2 separate regions of the Gossypium hirsutum genome follow, and region 2 is linked to region 1. The links are chromatin contacts, called in public Hi-C maps. All regions are on one chromosome and are shown on one strand. The core of a region is the stretch at or near the end of the contact, and the rest is flanking DNA. Distances in the headings are between cores, read along the strand shown.

Region 1 (3,105 bases), core at 186-2,685:
ACAGCAGAAATGAAAATATCAGATTAGTGTCTGACTTAATCGACGAAGTTAACAGAACTTGGAAGAGTTAATTGATTGTCCATACCTTTCATACGGATATTGCTAGGAAAATACTACAAATTTTGTTAGCAAAGTCCACTCATGAAGACTTTCAGGTGTGGAGAGGGGAGTCATTTAGAAACTGCTCAGTAAGAAGTGCCTATAAACTATTACAGGATACTACATTGAATCCTAGTAATTATATACAGGCCGATACTAAAAATTTTTACAAGAAATTGCGGAACCTATACATGCCTTCGAAATTCAAAATTACAATGTGGAAAATTTTGTGGAATTACATCCCCACTTTTTTCTAATCTGAAGATGAGAAGAGTAATGGTTGAGGATCAGTGTATTAGATGCCATCAAGGTGAAGGAGACAGTAACCATGTCTTCTGATTGTACCCTACAACGAAGGAAGTGTGGAGACATTTAAACTTCTCATGGGTTCTTAATAATAGCAATCCAGATTTTTGGACTTGGCTTACTTTGGTTTTCAATCAAGGGACGAATGAGCAATGTAGAATCTTTTGTTGCGGACTCTGGTTAATATGGACAAATAGAAACAAGTTAATCTATGAAGGCAAATCAAGCACCAGTCAAGATATCTCAAAACAAGTTACCAGTTACATTTCAGAGTTGGATGGTATAGAGGACAAAGTACTTATCTTGGAAGCAAAAACGAGACCCATACAGAACATGTAGAGGGCGAAGGTGGCTATCTATTTTGATGCGGCTTTTGACCTACAAAATTTTAGATCTACATCAAACCTAGTTGTTAAAGATGAGGGGGTAGAATCATAGCATTAAAATCAACTCTTCATTTCAACGTTGCATCTCCGTTTGGGTGGAAGCACATGTAGGATTTCAAGCAAAAAAATTAGGGATTCATATGGGTTTTCATACTCTGGACATACTAGGAGACTCGAGAACGATAATAACAAAATGTCAAAGTGCAGATCGTGACAGATCAAATATCGGAGCAATTATCGGTGACATTCAAAGTCTAAAGACACATTTCCAAGAAATCAGATCCCATTTCATCCCAAGGACAAAAAATACATGCGCTCATCTATTAGCAAAAGCAGCACTCAAGAATGGCAAGGAACAATACCTAGAGGGAGGGATTCCACAATCGATTAGAAGAGAAATAGAGAAAAATTTCCGGGAACTTTCAAATTAAAAGAGAAGAAGAAACGACTAAGACCATCGGAATGAAAGAGGAAAAGAAGAGTTTGTGACTTTTGAAATGGAAGAAAAGCAAATGGTTCTGTTTTGGAAATAAAGTAGATAAGCAAAAGATTTTTTTCAGAAGATCTGCTTCGCTTTACAGCTGTCTCGGGGATATGAATTGGCAGTATCATTATGATGGCCAGCTGTACCCGACGACTGGAGTATAGATATAGGTTTATTATTTCAGTTCAGTTTTTATTTTTGAATTTATGGGCCAATCTGATGGCGGCCAGTTTTTGTTATTTGTTTTCTTAGGCCTACTTAGCTAGAGTTAACCGAATCCAACATATGGGATATTTTTTTGTTTAAGATTTGAATTCATTAATCCAATTGAATTTTTTTTTAAAAGTATAGTCCCTCTTAAATCCATAAATAAAAAAATAATGCATTTTAACGCACTCAAACTCATATTTTTCTATATTGACATTAATATTCATATCAATCAAACTAATGCTAAATCAACAATAGATGAATATTTAGTAATTGTTTTCAAAGTTAAAAGCACAACCATAGGTACTGAAATGCATAAAAAGCGGTCCATAATTATAACGAAAAAAGAGTATACTTCACAAAAAATATTGATGTGTGGCGCAAAAAAGAACATCATTTGTCACAAAAAGAATCATCATTCACCAGTGTACTTTAAACTTTTTTTTAAAATTTTCTTTAAATTTTTTCAATAATATTATTAATTTCCACTGATTTCTTTTCAAATTTTTAATTTTTTTATAAATTTTATAATTCATATGTTTTTTTCTAGATTATATATATATATATTCTAAACTTTTATATATTTATTTCCATTTTTACATTTTTAATGTGTATATACAATTAATAAAGAAAATAGTTATTTTTGTATATAAAGGCACCTCGTGGTATTTTTTTAATTGGCTATGAGAAAAATTGGATTAAAAAAATATCACGAAGGTATATTTTAGGTATTAAATTGAAAATTCAAGTGTTTTTAAGGTATAAAATTGAGGGAAAAAAATAAGGATTAAAACGAGAAAACAAGTATACTTTAGGAGCTAAAATGAATGAAGCCTAAAATAAATAAAAACATATTATGTGTATATTAAGTCAAGTAGATTGAGGAAACATAATGGGAAATGGAATGTATTTACTTTCTTTGGGTTTGCAAGGTTAATAATACCGTAAGTTGTGATACCTTTTTGAAGAATAACTTGGATTGAAAAAAAGAATTGAGTTTTACTATTGATGAAGTTTACTAATTTGTTTTGGCTCCTGTTAGACGATTGAACTCTATGGTTGTCCATAGGAACACATTCATACTGACATGCCTGTAATTAAAAATGCCATCGGAATTATACTCACAAAAGGATTAGCATATGCCTAAATATAGAAAAAATTGCAGAATAATGAGATCCTTTTGATGCCAATAATTGGTAAGTGTTTTATTTGATGGGGTCGCTTATAAATATATCGAAGCTCAGCTTAGATGAATTTAAGCCATAGGCTTCCCAATGAAAAACATAAAAAAGTTTCTACTTTTTTGTTATTCTTGCTGCAAAATAAATAGGTCCTTGATATGTCTTAATAATTCGTGTCAGGAAAAAAAGTGTTCTTTTATGATAAAAAACTGTCAAAAAATTTGATTAAGTTTCTGTTAGAATTAAGTGACTTGAATAAATAAAATTCATATAGAACTACACTTCTTTTCTTACTACACTCTTATTAGAATATGACTTTACAAAGCCTATAATTAGACATAGTCTATTACTCTTGTATTAATTCGAATTTGACATAGTGAATTTTCTTCTCCTCTGCCCGTGGTTTTACCGATGTTGTATTTTTTACAGTTTTTTTCTCTTG
Region 2 (3,105 bases), core at 337-2,836, 140 kb after region 1:
TCAATAATTAAATTTGCAATTTACAAATTCCAACACTTAGTGGTGAGTGCATTCACGCTAATAAGCGAGTGGTTGATAGAAGATGAAGCATACAGATAGAGACCAATCGAGCGATGCAAGGTGGAGAGTCATCTACAAGTATCTTTCAAGTGACTTCTAGTTATGCCATGTATCCAAAAAGTGCAGGGTGTGTTTAAAATGATGCATTTAAGCATTCGAACATTTAGTGGAAATATGGCGTTGTATTAATAAATTGGGAAGGTCAGGATGGAGAATAAGAGCTAGGGAAGTAAAATTGGGAAAGTGAAAAGTGAAATCCAAGTTTAAATAAAGAAGATGCGCAAGCACTGTTGGAACTGATTAAACACTTTGATACCAACCCTTAAATAAGATCTGAAAAACAAAATAGAATAATTTACCCCTTAAATGGAGTACGGTCTGTTCTGACTCCAAGCAAGAAATTAAAATTTTAAATGAGAAATACCGACAAATTTTTCATTCTAAGCTCACACATGAAATTTATGTGTACCGACAGGTTGAGAGACATCCTATAAGGTTTCCATTTTAACAGCTGTAGTAATATAATAATCCTTTTATATTTTATTAAAACAATAAACAGTAATCCATCCAATTACTACAAAAAATTACACACGAAAAAGAAGAAAAATAAAAAATTTTATAAACTTTACATTCGTTTTACGGAGTAAGCTATTATAATTGCTGCTTTTAAGGATGAGCAAAGAAGGATGGCCGTACAAAAATTGGCCCTCTCGAATATCCGGATCCAACTCTGGATACTAAAATGCCCAGGTCGACCCGATTTTAGAAATTCCAAAGAAAAGATTCTGGAACTAAAATCCCATCCAAATAATCCTCTTCGTACCCGATGCTGGGCAACGATGATCCGAGAAAAGCACTTGAGAAATCCTCAAATCCAGGGAATAGCAACCCATAATCCGATTCATAATTACCCGAACCGATTGTCAAAAGATCCAGAAACGACCCGTCCATAGGCAACTCACTATCTAACTGAACAGTCCCGTCCGAAACCGACGGTGATGGGGACTCCGTTTGGAACCCAGAGTTGGATTGCTCGGATTGGATCCTGGGAGGCTCCGAGTTCGCAAACTGTGCTGCAGCGGCTTGAATTTGGGGCGGCGTTAAAGACCTAGCTCCAGCTATCTCGGGAGGGTTATCAGGGAAGTTGAATTTGGCAGAGAGGCCGCGTAAGCAAAAAAGAGCGGCGTCGAAAGCACGCGCTGCTTTCTCGGCTGAGTCATAAGATCCCAGCCAAATCCTTTCCCTGCTGTTGGGTAGTCTGATTTCGGACACCCATTTCCCCCATTTTCGCTTTCGGACACCCTTGAACCGTGAATCGCTTCGCTCCACTGCTGGTTTTTCACTTATGTGTTTCACCATCTTCGAGTGCTATATGGCTGAAGTCTTGATTTCTTTGTTTTTGTTTTGTTCCTTGCAGAGGATTTGGTTATTGTTGTTGTTGTTGTTTGAGATTGAGAAGTAGACGAATTTGCGGCTCTGTTATATATAGCATATGGGGGAAGCCATCCTCTGACTCTGAGTGATGAGTCAAAGTTAAAGAGACGCGTCGATTGGAATTTGGAAGCCGCAAAGAGCTTCACTATGCTGATGTGGCGTCTTACGGATGTCCAAAAGTTCTACGCGGGGATGAAATTTCCACCATGTGCCTCTTTTATTGCTCGTGCCAATATTCTACATCTAGAGACTAATTTAATTGTTAAGAATAATTTATTGGGACTTTAAAAACTATAAACATATTGCTGCACTGGATACGCATCGAATGCATGCGCTAGTCTCCTCACTCAGCTCTACAATTAACTTTTACATTAGAATTGCCAGAAAAGGAAAATGAAATTATTTTGAAGAAGAAAACTTTTTAAAAATATAAAATATCAACAACATGGTATGTATGTTTATTTGGCATTACTTTTATATTTAACCACATTTAGACCATCACAACAACAAAAATAATTATAATAGTAAATTTAAGAAATTAGAAATCATGAAATGCTATGTCCAATTTATGTTACTTGTGGGTATCTCTTAAGATTTATTATGTGTTTAAATTTTATATATTTATTATTTTATAAAAAAGAAATACATTTTTAATTATTTTTCTACTGACTTGATATTCAATTAAAGTGTAATTAATACTAACTTAATCAATAATTTGAATATAATATAAATAAGTTAGATTTAAATTAAATGAAATATTAAAACAAGGATAATTATTTACTATATAGCCGGTGGAATAAGTGGAATTAAGATTTTATCATATGTTTTTAAGTTGTATTTAAAATATTTAAAAATATATAAATAAGATATGTGACAAAATCTCAACTTCACTTATGGAATAAAAATTTCCACCACTTATATACCAAATAATTACCCTAAAAACAAATAATGGATGTAAAGTAATCCTACTCCTAACATTATAAAGTATGACCGGATTAATAATTGAACTTAAATTATAATTAGATTAGAATAATTCTAGGCATGATTTGCATATATTGACTTAATCTAACATAAAATTTAAAAGGTAAACTACACATATAGTCCCCCAACTATAAAAAACTTTCATTTTAGGCATTCAAGATAAAAAAAATTTGCAATTTAAATATTCATGTTACATAGTTTAGTCATTTTGATCACTCCCGTTAAAATCACAAATAGCAAGATGACCTAGCAGTTAAAAATGGTATAATAACAAATTTAACTCTCAACTTTTACATATTATGTCAATTTAGTCATAATTTTAAAAAGTAACTCTCAAAATTAACAAATGTTCTCAATTTAATCCTAATTTTAAAAAATTAAAGAAATATATAAAAACACAAATATTTTATTTATTTTTATTCAATCCAATTTTTTTTTTAAATATTGAAAACTAATATATCAAAACCATCCCGTGAATTTGATTCAGGTCTATTTGATTATCTTTAATACAAATTCAGAATTTTAAAAATCATAATCTTCACCTACTTTACAATACAAATTCTAACTGAAGCCTTCACTTACCCAACCAACTATAAAGAATGAGAAACCATCCAAATGCCAAGTATGGAT

What was found. A called contact is a pair of places that touch in the nucleus more often than the background predicts.
Region 2: a contact with region 1 is called in a Hi-C map of leaf, with 3 times the contacts expected there. The contact joins the promoter of LOC107961636 here to the promoter of LOC107961637 in region 1. A contact is called at or near these places in 3 of 34 Hi-C or Micro-C datasets (leaf and petal).

The regions. Positions count from the first base shown.
Region 1 is chrA06:21,542,213-21,545,317 of Gossypium_hirsutum_v2.1, forward strand. LOC107961637 (20 kDa chaperonin, chloroplastic) reads right to left here and starts at 1,436. Exons shown (of 10, transcript XM_041115858.1): 1 at 1,154-1,436; 2 at 528-783; 3 at 86-445.
Region 2 is chrA06:21,682,129-21,685,233 of Gossypium_hirsutum_v2.1, forward strand. It overlaps LOC107961636 (ethylene-responsive transcription factor ERF017), which reads right to left and starts at 1,587. Exons shown (of 1, transcript XM_016897694.2): 1 at 578-1,587. The coding sequence starts at 1,419. The coding sequence ends at 823.